Regions from separate parts of the Mus musculus genome. Here regions 2 and 3 are each linked to region 1. A link is a contact called in public targeted proximity ligation data. All regions are on one chromosome and are shown on one strand. The core of a region is the stretch at or near the end of the contact, and the rest is flanking DNA. Distances in the headings are between cores, read along the strand shown.

The links.
Region 2: a targeted proximity ligation map of pancreatic cancer cells shows a contact between it and region 1. A contact is called at or near these places in 2 of 130 datasets of targeted methods (kidney and pancreatic cancer cells) and 1 of 9 other capture datasets (embryonic stem cells).
Region 3: a contact with region 1 is called in a targeted proximity ligation map of pancreatic cancer cells. A contact is called at or near these places in 1 of 484 Hi-C or Micro-C datasets (muscle stem cells) and 1 of 130 datasets of targeted methods (pancreatic cancer cells).

What each region holds. Positions count from the first base shown.
Region 1 is chr19:28,203,713-28,207,646 of GRCm38.p6, reverse strand. No RefSeq gene overlaps it. Among named protein-coding and RNA genes, the nearest start is that of Gm35866, 160 kb to the left of the region's middle.
Region 2 is chr19:28,516,582-28,520,515 of GRCm38.p6, reverse strand. The region is part of intron 4 of Glis3 (GLIS family zinc finger 3); the gene reads left to right. Among named protein-coding and RNA genes, the nearest start is that of Gm35866, 150 kb to the right of the region's middle.
Region 3 is chr19:27,902,896-27,906,829 of GRCm38.p6, reverse strand. All of the region lies in intron 1 of Rfx3 (regulatory factor X, 3 (influences HLA class II expression)), which reads left to right. Among named protein-coding and RNA genes, the nearest start is that of Rfx3, 110 kb to the left of the region's middle.

The DNA of each region.
Region 1 (3,934 bases), core at 542-3,041:
TTAATGATTATTTTCCTAAGTGGCCTCTCGCACATCGCCAAAGTCCACGAGTTTGGCCAAAAAAATAAATAGAGGGAAAGTGAGAAAAATTAGATTAAAGAGGGTTGGGCAATCTACACAGAATTCTCCAAAATTCAAGCTGGAAAAGGCCCCAGAGATCAGCTCTCAAGCTTTTTAAAACCGTGTTCTCGGGATCCCTGGCGGTTTCCAAGGATGGGGGTGTGTGGACGTTCCAAGAAGCCCCAAGAAGAGGGAGGGATGGCAAGCTCTCCAGCGTCTCTCTAAACAGCTTTGGTATGGCTCTGTGTGTTTTACATAATTGATTATTTGAAGAGAGAGGTCCACATTCAAAATGATTTTAAAATTAGTGTAAGACACTACATTTTATAAGAATGCTCTACACATTTTCAAGTGAGAAAGAGAGAAAAAAAAGGCTGGGAGAGGTGATCTCTTTGCCTGGGTCCACCCTGAGCTGGTCATGCACTTAAGGCCCAGTGTCAAGTCATCTCACTCATAGCTTCTACTTTTCCTTCATACCTAGCGGCCTCATGTTATCCCATGATTCCTGTCACCCTCCTAGCCCTCCCTTTTGCTTCTATCAAGGGCTTTTTAGCTACCCTCCTGCAGGTAGCTAAGTAGTGGGGCCGTGTTCACTTGGAATGGTTTCTCAAAGCCTTGCCTCCCAAGGACAGAATGATTGGTCCAGGAGTGGCTGCATAATCGTCAACAGCACCTTCAGAGTCTTTTCTTAAAGGGTGGTCACACATGCACACTGAAGCTCTCTATTTCCACTGAGATCGATGTGACCATGATCTTATTGCCATCCCTTTGAGATCACAGTGACTAGTTTGTGGATAAAGCCAACAGAGAGGAAGGCATGAGAGTGATGGGAAAGAAGCTCTTGTTTGAGCTTCCAGACTTAGTTGTGTCCAAAGCTTGCACTGTAATACATCTGGGCTTTTTGGTCACAGGAGCCACTTGTTACTATATAGTTTCTAGAGTCTGCATCCATGGGCTCGGGCTGGTAGAGTCTCCGGTGGCACCAAGCATCACAGAGCAGGAGGAGCACACTTTCCCATCATGGGGCCTCTACCCTGATGACTCTGTCTGATCCTAATCACTTCCTGAAGGCGCCAACTCTACACACTGAGGTTAGATCATTTCTATTCTAACACTATTAACATATCTAAACTATAGCACACGTGTCCTGATATAACTTTTATTTGTAGAGTATTTTTGCAGTACACCAGTCAATACTTCAGGTCATAGAGGCAGGTAGTGCTCTGAGGAAAGGCTGACCCCCCTCAAGGACATAGGGTCTTGGGTATTATACCCTGAAAGAAAGGCCTGTTTCCCAGTACTTGGGAGGCAAAGACAGGCAGATCTCTGAGTTTGTAGCCAGCTTGGTCTACAGAAAGAGATACAAGTGTGGCCTTGTTGCAGAATGGTAGCACATCTGACCCCAGAGAGAGTTCAAGGACAACCAGAGCTATACAGAAAAACCCTGTCTTGAAATGTGCGCAAGCACGCACTGCGTGCGCGCACACACACACACACACACACACACACACACACACACGGGGATTGGGGGGAGACAGAAACAGAGAGACACAGAGAGAGACAGAAAGACAGAGACAGACAGAGAGACACGGAGACTTTTTGACCAGCAGATATTTCTTGAGTTCTCTCTGGCACAATGCTGTTTCTTCACACTATCAATATAAGCCTGTAGTGTAGCTGGTAGTCAGGTGGGGCAGGATAAGTATTGACTTTAGAGAGAGATTGCATTTAATTAACTTTCTGAGTAATGCTGTGTCAATAAAGAAAAAGACATGGGCATTGAAGCCCAATAAGGAAGCCAGGAGGCATGCTCAGGGTTGACAACAGATGGGATCCATAAGAGGATTGGTTACATACGTGCATAAATGATGGAGGAGCCGAGAACCAGATGAAATCCTGAGACAACCCAAGCATTAGTAAGAACAGGAACTCCCGCTGCTTTCAAGCCTAGAAGGTAGAGTGACTGGAGCCAGGAGACCCAGGTTACTGGGTGGAATCTGGATCTAAAGTGTCAAGCAAGAAACAGAAATGAGAAAATGCATTAAATGAAATGAAATGCATTTAATTGAGAGCTTGCTTACAGTTCCAGAAGGCAAGTCCATGGTCATCATGGTGTGGGGACGTGACAGCAGGTAGGCATGGTCCTGGAGAAGTAGCTGAAAGCTTACAACTTATCCACATACGTGAGGCAGAAAGATTGCCTTGAGTCTCAGAAGACTTTTGGACTTTTGAAGTTAAACTAAATACATTTTTTGCACTTTTCATTAAGATATGACCATGGACCTATGGGGGCCAGGGAATGGAATGTGATGGTTTGAGTAAGAATGGCCTCCAATGGCTCATATATTTAAATGCTTGGTTAGCAGTTGGTGGGCCTGTTTGAGAAGGATTAGGAGGTGTGGCCTTGTGGGAGGATGTGTGTCACTTCACAGAGCAGGGATGGGGTTGAGATTCTAAAGTTATAAAAGCAAACCAATTTCTCCTTTTCTCTGCCTGCCGCCTGTAGGACAGAGCTAAGCTCTCAGTTACTGCTCCAGTGCTGTACCTGCCTGCCTCCTGCCATGTTCCCTGCCATGATGGTCATGAACTCTACCCTATTGCTGAGTTTCTTCACAGCAATAGAAAAGTAAGCGAGATATGGGACTTAGTTAGCTTTTGTTTGGGAACGCTTTTACTGTTTTCCTCTGTGTTTCTGTCCCACCCTCTCTCCCTCCTTCCCTCCCTTCCTGTATCCTGTTGCTTTTTCACTGGATTGACATTTAATCCTGAGTTACATCAGACATATCCTGGAAACAAACAGAGGCGTTAGGAACAGCCACATCTGCAGGAGCAACCAGTCTAGACATCTTTTTTATTTTTTTTTTCTGTTCCTGCTATATGTGGGTTGGGGGAGGGGTCCTTGTGAATTTTGGTTTCCTGGAGGGCAGCACAAACACTTGCCTATAGACCTACCAATTCTTCATGGCTCCTGGCCTGACCATGTGTCATGAAGAAGATCGGGCCATCCATGAGAACTAACCCTATTGAGTTGTTCCAAGAAAGGGGAAAGGACTTCCTGAAATGTGTGGGTCATCTGCTCTGCCCTGTTTTAAATTTCCAGAGAATGTGGCAAGCCATGGAAGCCAGAAGGTCACCTAGCGAAGTTAACTCATTTAGGTAGTCGGTTCATCTGCAATGTGTTATAGTTTGCTGCTCAACAGCGAGCAAAGGAAAAGCTTAGCCTGGCACAGACATGCTGCCTAATCTCTGTTGATATTGGGAGGGTCTGCAGCTCATCAAGTGGAAAATTAGAATTTAATGGGAAATGACTCTCGGAAAGGAATTGAGACATCTTCTTGTGTTTTACGTGTTATAAAGTTGCATGACTTCCAACTACTTAATTACAGAGCTATTCATTCCCCAAACATGTGTTGAGTAACCAGTTAGTGTGTCTCCTTAGTTTTCTTCAGAAAACAAAACTCATGAGGGTGCCACTAGGAGAGACTCCCCCCATCCCAGTATGTTCTCACTATCATGTAAGCATTTTTTTTAGATGGCTAACATTTAGGTAAAGACATATTTTAATTAACTAATCTGTTTCTCATGCTATTGTGAGGATGGAGCTGTAGATTGAAGAGAGCCCAGCCTCTAAAGGCAGAGTCGTATTCTATTCCCAACACTGCCATCTATCAGCCTCCTAGACTACGGTGAATCACATCCTGTCTAAGACTCTAATTTCCCATTGAAAGAATGAGTTGTTACAATACCCATCACACAAGGGAAAATCCAGTGATAAAAGAAATCTCTACTATGGTAACATCTATCAGGCACATAATAAATGCTCACATAATTGTATCATTACGATTTAAATAATCTCACCAGACATAACTCTTTG
Region 2 (3,934 bases), core at 761-3,260, 310 kb before region 1:
AGGCATTAGATTGGCAGTGTTTCCTGTGGGTCCTGGATTTTTACTCTTAAATGTAAGGGCAGCTTCTCAGACTTACCATTCAGAACAATTTCTGTGTTTTAGAAGGTTTCATTGATGGCATTTCTCTGGGAACCCAGACTGCTGAGTGTGCCCTCTGGAAGAAGCGCTACTATGCTGAGTTCTCCTTGGCCACGCCCTCTTCAGGCCATTCCCAGTCAGTGTGTAATAAAAGGTTAGATGATACTAACAAGACTGGAGTTTGAGGGAAGTTATGGAGAAGGGGAAATGGAGGACTCCGCTGTATAAAAACATCGAAAGTAGGAGTGTGTTCCCAATTTCATGCAGGGTGGCTCCTTCTGAGGGAGGCTCTGAGCCATTTTGAGGCCCTCCTAACTGGCCCTGTGTTTGCCCTCTGCACAAAGTAGGGGCTTACTTCAGGGAATCATGGCAAGATACATCCATGCATAGAACAGCCAGTGTCTGAGAAAAGTTTCAGAGTGTTGGCCTTCCCAGAGGGAACTGAGTTTTGACAAGGAAGGAAGGACACACTAAACCTCTCCCTTCAACCTAAAATTCCTCCAGGGAAATGGAGGGGAAAGAAAATGATTTTGCTGTGAACTGTTAGGTTAATTTAATCCTCACAGCACTCCTTAAAAATAACCGGTGGGTCTTGAGACTCGGAATATGTTCTTCTACTACATACCCATTCACTGTGTACACTAGGTCCTGCCATAGTTCAATAATTAATATGTAACAGACCTTAACACACACAGACATACACACACACCATACCCCACATGAAATTTAGCTGCTCAATACATTGAGGTTCATTGCTCTGTTATTTCTACTTGTGTAAGATACTTAGCATTTTCCAGAATAAAGTATTAAAAATAAGTAAACTATTTTGACCTAACTTTTGGAATGAAGAGCGTGTTCTCTTCCCCTTCCACACGACAGCAGCACCTTGCTTTTTGCTGGGTAAGCTATGAGAGAGAGTTGGCCAGTTTCCCAGTGTTTCTGACAGTTTCTGAAATCACCTTGTTCAAGAATGAGGTGAGGGCTGGGTGTGGTGATGTACATCTGCAATCCTAGTACTTCCAAGGCTTCTGCAGGAGCTTGGGGAGTTTGAGGCCAGCTTGGGATAGGTAATGGGGGAGGACAGGGGACAGGAGAGGTGTGCATCGCCCTTAGGCAGTGATCTGAAAAGGCAACAGATAAGAGCGGGGAGTATTGTAAAAGATGTTGAGATGATTGCACACGGTCGCGGACAGTTTTGGATCTCTGGCTTGGTATAATAAAAGTTTATTTATTTTCCAGGTTGTAATACAGCATTTTTGCAGTTGTGCAGTAACTCAGGATCCTTCAGTATGGGTGTGGCAACCTGAGCCCACTATGAAGGAGATCCTAATGATTATTACAGAGTGATGCGTTTCTTCCTTCGTATCATTGGGCAGGACTCAGGCACGTGGTGTATAACAAACAACTGCAAGGGAGGCTGGGAGTGTGGTCTCCCCGTGGACTCAGGAGAAAACTTGGGAGGTATCAGTTTTTGGAGCCAAAATCGCCCCTCATTTCCTCTCCCTGTGCAGGTCTTTTCTGACCTCTTGAGGAGAAGGGGCACTTCCGTCAGTTTACTCTGAGTTTCCTGTGAGGGTGCTGACCACATCTCATCACACTGGTTGGTTGGTTGGTTGGTTGGTTTTTAAGGGAATATTCCTTTTAATCAGTGCTAGCCTTGAAAGTTTGCTTTTCAGTTTGCTAAGTCTTTCCCAGGCCATCCGTCTTTCCCCCTCATTTTTGCTTTCCAAAGATTCCATTGGCATCTGATCACCACCGCTGGGAAACTCTCCTTATCTCATATGGATTACTCAGTTTCCCCCCCACCTTATCCTAATTACATGTTCTGGGTGCATGATTTGCGGTTGATCATCATCTTCTAACCCCTGAGGCTGTGTGGTGTTTTCCTGTCCCACAGGCTCTTGCCCTGAGGAATATCCTGTCATTATCGAGGGCAATGTCACAGATGAATCACCAAGACATTCACTATGGAGCAAAGAAATTTGGGTGTTACAGCTACTTCGCCAAGGGCCCTGAAACACAGCATTTCCCAGCTGTTCATAAAGTAGCCTGTTTGATACACACACTGTGGTCCTAAATGTTCTTATGTTCTCTGAACGCTTGCTTTCAGTCATGAACTGGCACGTACTCAAGGAAAGAATGTCAGTGAACCTCTATGGGCAATTTTGGTACATTTCCACCATTACATTCAAACAAAACGAAATTGCCTGACTCTTTATAATATGTCCTTTAGTGTGTTTAAACTTGCAGAATTATCCCTACAGATGACAAATTGTAAACAGCATGCAAAAACCACAGCCCTGGTTCAAGGCCTATCTCAGTGTTCCACCGACATTCACCCTTCTTAGAAATGTTTAAAGTGTTTTAGGAAAATGGAGCTAGGCAAACAGGCTTATCGGCAATAAAAAAAAAATCATTGATTCTAATTAAGAGGCGTCACATATGCAGAAACAAAGCTGCTTTTGTGTGATAGAAAGCCGACCTGCTCTCTCAGATGCATGGAGTGCTTTCCAGTGGCTTTAGATAATCATGCTGACAAAGTTTCAGGGCCCTGACCTTTTGGCCCATCTCAAGTGATTCAGCTGTACTTGTCGAAACTTGTCTAAGGTGTTAGTGGGAGGTGTGCTGGATACAATTGTTGTAAAAGCACAGTAGTGGCAAAGCAAGCTCTTGTTTCTGAAAGCCTGGAACTGCATCTTGAACAGAGGTGGGAAGCTCTGGCGTTCATGGGGGCAAAGTCCGAGTGTATTGAAGCTGTTTCCTCCTGGTAACTAGCATTTCCTACAGCAATACATACCCTAGTGTACTCACCCACTGCTGGTGAGGACTCCAACGTCTCCGGCTGTCTGGGTCAGCCTGATCCTGTCCCATTGTGTGTTCCTGGAAGGTTGCATTTAGATTGTGACCCTGATTTTATGCTGTGTCCACAGAATGGGGTCTTTATGACGGAACCAGTCAAGGAAGGCACTGTACACTCTGAGCAAATAATGGAGAAATCACTCTAATTGCTTACTCGATTGAGGTGTTAAATCAAAATCAACAACTGTGCCACCCGCAACTTTCCTTGAATTCAGAACTTAAGAAAAAAAATGAATTTCTAGACCATAGGGTCAAGAGCATAGATCTTGGTGAATCAATGGGCAATTTAGTTCTGAATTAAGAGTACATATCGACCATTTGTACTGCCAATGATTTATTTTCAAAGAGTTCCATAGAAGGCATTTCTAGTTGCCTGATTGTATATTTCCTCCAAAGATTGCCTTGCTAATTACCATCAGTGAGTAATAGGGATTGCCAAAAAAATAAAATAAAAATAAAAATAAAAAAAATTATTGTATCCCAAAGGAATGGTACTGCCAAGTGTCTTGATGGGCTCCTGCTATACTTAACAAACAGCTGTGCCTGGGAGTGAAATTCTGAAGTTGGATTGTCTCTTAACTGCAATTAGAATAGGCTTAATTGAGGGTGTCTGCAGTGGAGTCCAGTTTCAAACTCTTATATACAGAATTCATGCCTTTCTTACGCAGAACAAAGTATTCTACTGACCACCACTAAATCACATTGTTTTGTTTTCTCCTTCCCTTCTACAAAATCGAGTGTGATCCACAATTTGGAAGCAGAAAGGAAACACAAAGAAAACTGTGATGATGTGAAAGAAAGCAAAGAGTGCTTGTATAATTGCTTCACTTAAGTATCTTAAATATTTAAATATCTGGTTTACGCAATGGCGAGTTGTTCATCTAATTATAGGTATGCATGCCCTCTGTGGTCTCAGAAAGTGACCCTTAGATGCAAGACAGAATAAAGACTCTACTCATTGCCTGCTTCACTCATGCGTGGAGCAAGCGTTGCTGCC
Region 3 (3,934 bases), core at 725-3,224, 300 kb after region 1:
AAAATCAAGTCTTACTGTCTTACCTCTGTGGGTAAAATAACCAGCTCTACATATTTTAAGGCTTAAAATTTTATCATGTGATTATTTAATGCATATTAAATGGAATACATAGACCATTTAAGTTTTTAAGTTTTGTCACAATTTGGGCTGTAAACCGTTGTGGAAACAAATTCATCAATCCCAGTGGGAAAGGTTCTATTACTTTTATTTATTCATAAATGGCAAAAGCAAATAAATGGTAAAACAGGCCCTCATTTTTTCGTTCACACAAACACTCTTTCACTAACCTTTCCGGTCTGGCAGGCTTATCCTTCGCTCCCAGTGGTAGCATGCAGGTAAAGGTGCAACTCCATGTTCCTTGCTTCCGAACCTCAGGAGCTGAGCCGGGTGTGCAGGCCCTGATGTCTAAGCAGTGGATGTCCGTGTCCGGTGGGATCCACGCAGATTTATTTCTCAACCCGAAGCTTCTCCTCTGGGCTTTCGGGAGTTGAGCGATTTTGCCATGCCAGACCAGAGTTTTAAAGCTAAATTTGGCCAATTACAACTAGGGGGTTCCACACATTATTTCATGCCCTTCTTTATCACTCACAGGCACACACATGTTTTCTATGGTCTGGTTCTCAGTTATCTTGGGCCGTTGGCGGGCCCATGGCGTTGTCCCACCTCGGGTTCAGGGCAGTGGGTGTGCATCCTTTATCATTCTCGCCCATTCTCTAAGACTTGGTTTTCATAACTATCTGTAGCCACCGGAAGTGCAACTGTGGTAGCCTCCAGGCTGGCAATTTTCACAGCTTCAGGAAAAATGCCCTCTGGGGCTATGTGTTCTTTACAATTTTTATTCAAGTAGTATATCCCTTTATCTGTGTGAGTGTATGTTGTGTGTGTGTGTGTGTGTGTGTGTGTGTGCGAGCGCAGGCAGGCTAGAAAAAGGTGTTGACAGATCGATTGGATTGGAGTTACAGAGAGTTGTGAACTGACCATTGTGGGTGCTGACAACCAAAATCTGTTCCTCTGAAAGAGCACTAAATTTTCTTAACCCACTGAGCAATCTCTCTAGTCCCATCATACCCATAATTTTAATTAATGGGGGTTTAACTCATCCTGATTTGAGTGTTAGTAATAAAAGTTTTATGTTTCAGAATCTCTATAATGGTATTGGTTTTCTTTATGTAAAAATATACTGTCAAGCTATTTTTTCTCCAGTTTAAAACTAATAATTTATACTTATGACAGACCATTGATTGCTATGATCTTACGTTGAATCAGTCTTCTAAAATTCTTATAGTTTATGTGAGTATTGCCATGTTGTTTTACCATAAAATACTATCATAATAACTTTGATTTATTTGGTTTAAATGGGAAGTGGAATTAGCATCTTGGTCTTTCTATAAGGTAAAAGGAAGAAGCAATTTGAAGATTAAGCTGTATATCTTTATCACATTCTTCATTCAGAAAGCTGAGTCATTTTAATGGAATCACAGTCAGAGTACTCAGCCTTTGCTTTGTGTGAGAGAGAGTATTTCAGGAAGGAAGAACCCAGTAATCGATGGATGGACACAGTCAGTTATAGGCTTATAAAGTTCTGTTTGATAAGCAATTGACTAGATCAGATTATTAATCTATTTAATTTGGCATGTTCATTGTATGTGATAAAAAGAGTCCAACTGTGAATTTGAGTGTGTTAAATAATTTTCAGGAAGCCCCCCCACAAAGGACATTTGAATGCCTTAAAACTTGAAATAAGGCATGGTTGTTCCAAATACACTTGATTTGCCTAGGTTTACCCATCAGGTTGAAGAGATGCTAATTTGTTACATTCAGCAGCTGGGTTTTGCAATATTCTTTTCCTCCTCCTAGGGTCTAATTAGCCTTCTTTCAGAATGTGGCCTATTTAGCCTTAGATTCTCATGACTCATCCAGAGCTGGCTGTACAAAGCAGAACCCTTAGCAGGCGGGTGTGTCCAACTGCTTAATTAGCCAGAATAAAAAGGTCCTTTGTCAAGCAAGCGCCTGCTGCCCCTGACACACCTGACAGGCACATTAGGCAAGGATGACTAGGCAGAAATTGTGCTTGTCTCTCCTGTAAGAGTATACAACTCATTTACATGTGGGCTACATCAGTGACAAACTGCAGGGGGTTATTTAATTTATCAAAACAAAGTAATGTGACTGCTTTTGTGATCCATAAACAAATATCACTTAACAGGCACTGAAAGATAAAAACTAAGCAAATTACCCCCAGGCGTAAACAAAACCTCCAAAACTTCTGCTGGTGAACGAGAGAAAATAGGTTATAAGCACCCAGTGTTGCTCAGGGGGTTGAAGCAATAGCCCAAGGTAGCAGGCTTCAGGCACTGCCCTCCTGTGAGAGAGAGTTCTCACTTTGCACAGATGGAGGGGAGTCCCCAGAATGCTACAGTGTGTCAGTAGGTTAGAACAGTCTGTTAACAAGCTTTCCTCAGAGGATTGTACTCTCCCGATGTGCTGTACACCGTCATTGTTCTGATCAGATTAGGTCCTCTGAGCTAGTGAATGGAAAGTGCTTCTGGAAAAAGAACCTGCATTAGAATCCCAAACCTTTCTCACTATCAGTCTCAGGCTCTTTGTTGAGAAACTGTCCTGACCTGAGCCTGCATCGCAGGACACCCAGTGAGCATGGATTTTCAAGTCAGACAGAAGTTGAGTGAATTCCGATTCTTCCTATTTCTGCCTGCATGCTTTTAACAATTTTTATTTTATTTATTTATTTATTTATTTATTTATTTTTTTTTTTTTTTTCGAGACAGGGTTTCTCTGTATAGCCCTGGCTGTCCTGGAACTCACTTTGTAGACCAGGCTGGCCTCGAACTCAGAAATCTGCCTGCCTCTGCCTCCCAAGTGCTGGGATTAAAGGCATGTGTCACCACCGCCTGTCTTTTAACAATTTTTAAAAATCCCACCCATGTATCAGTTTACACAGTTGTTAGCTAAGGATACCATCTGCATCATGGGCTTCCTGTGAGCATAAAGCTAGAAATGTATGTAAGGCATTAGACTTTTTTCTGCAATCAGGAAAGGACTTTGTAAATGATGGACCTAATTGCAGTTATAGCCATTTATGGGAGTGATGGGATGAGCCTGGCAGAGAGTTTCTTCTTCTGAGCTGATGGAGGTGTTGAAACTGGAGCAGAATGAAGCAGTGTCTGTCAGGAGAGCTTGCTCAGGGTTTAACGCCATTGACTGTCCTTGGAGAGGATGGTTCCCAGCACCCACATGGTGGCCCACAACCACCCATAACTCCAGTTCCAAAGGATTGAAAACGTCTTTTGGATCTCCTAAAGAGTCAGGCATGTATTTGTTGCACATATATACATGCAGCAGAATCACTTCAACACATAAAATGAATATAATGAAATTTAAAAAGCTGGTCAAAAGCATAGAAACTGGGACTAAGCAGAAAGTATTCTGGGTTTGACTGACACTTGATGCACTAGATTGGGCTTTTGATGCCAGTTTGGATGTGGCAGAGGCAGAGCTGGAAGACAAATAAAAGGTTCTCCTACAGTCTCGCTTTACATTTAAAAACGAGCATTTGTCCTTACTTGTTTAGTTTACTCCCGTTGAATAGTTGACATATTTTCTACCTTTTTCAGTGCCCCATTCTAAAACTTAAATCACTCTTTTTATTCTATTTCCCTTTTCCCTGCTTGTTATTAAACTCAGAGATTCCAATGTATCCTGTGAAGTCGAGAGCATGAACTTCACTGTAGTGTCAACCCTTTCCTTGATGTTTCCTGTGTGTGTGCTAGTGAGCCAGGGATGGGATTCGACATCTTCAGGCCTCCAGTTACTCACCTATAAAGTGAAGGACATCATAATTTCATTAATTAGTTACAATCACTAATACAAAATACTGGCACATAAGCTCATCTTGGCGCAGTTTTAGCCAGCTCTG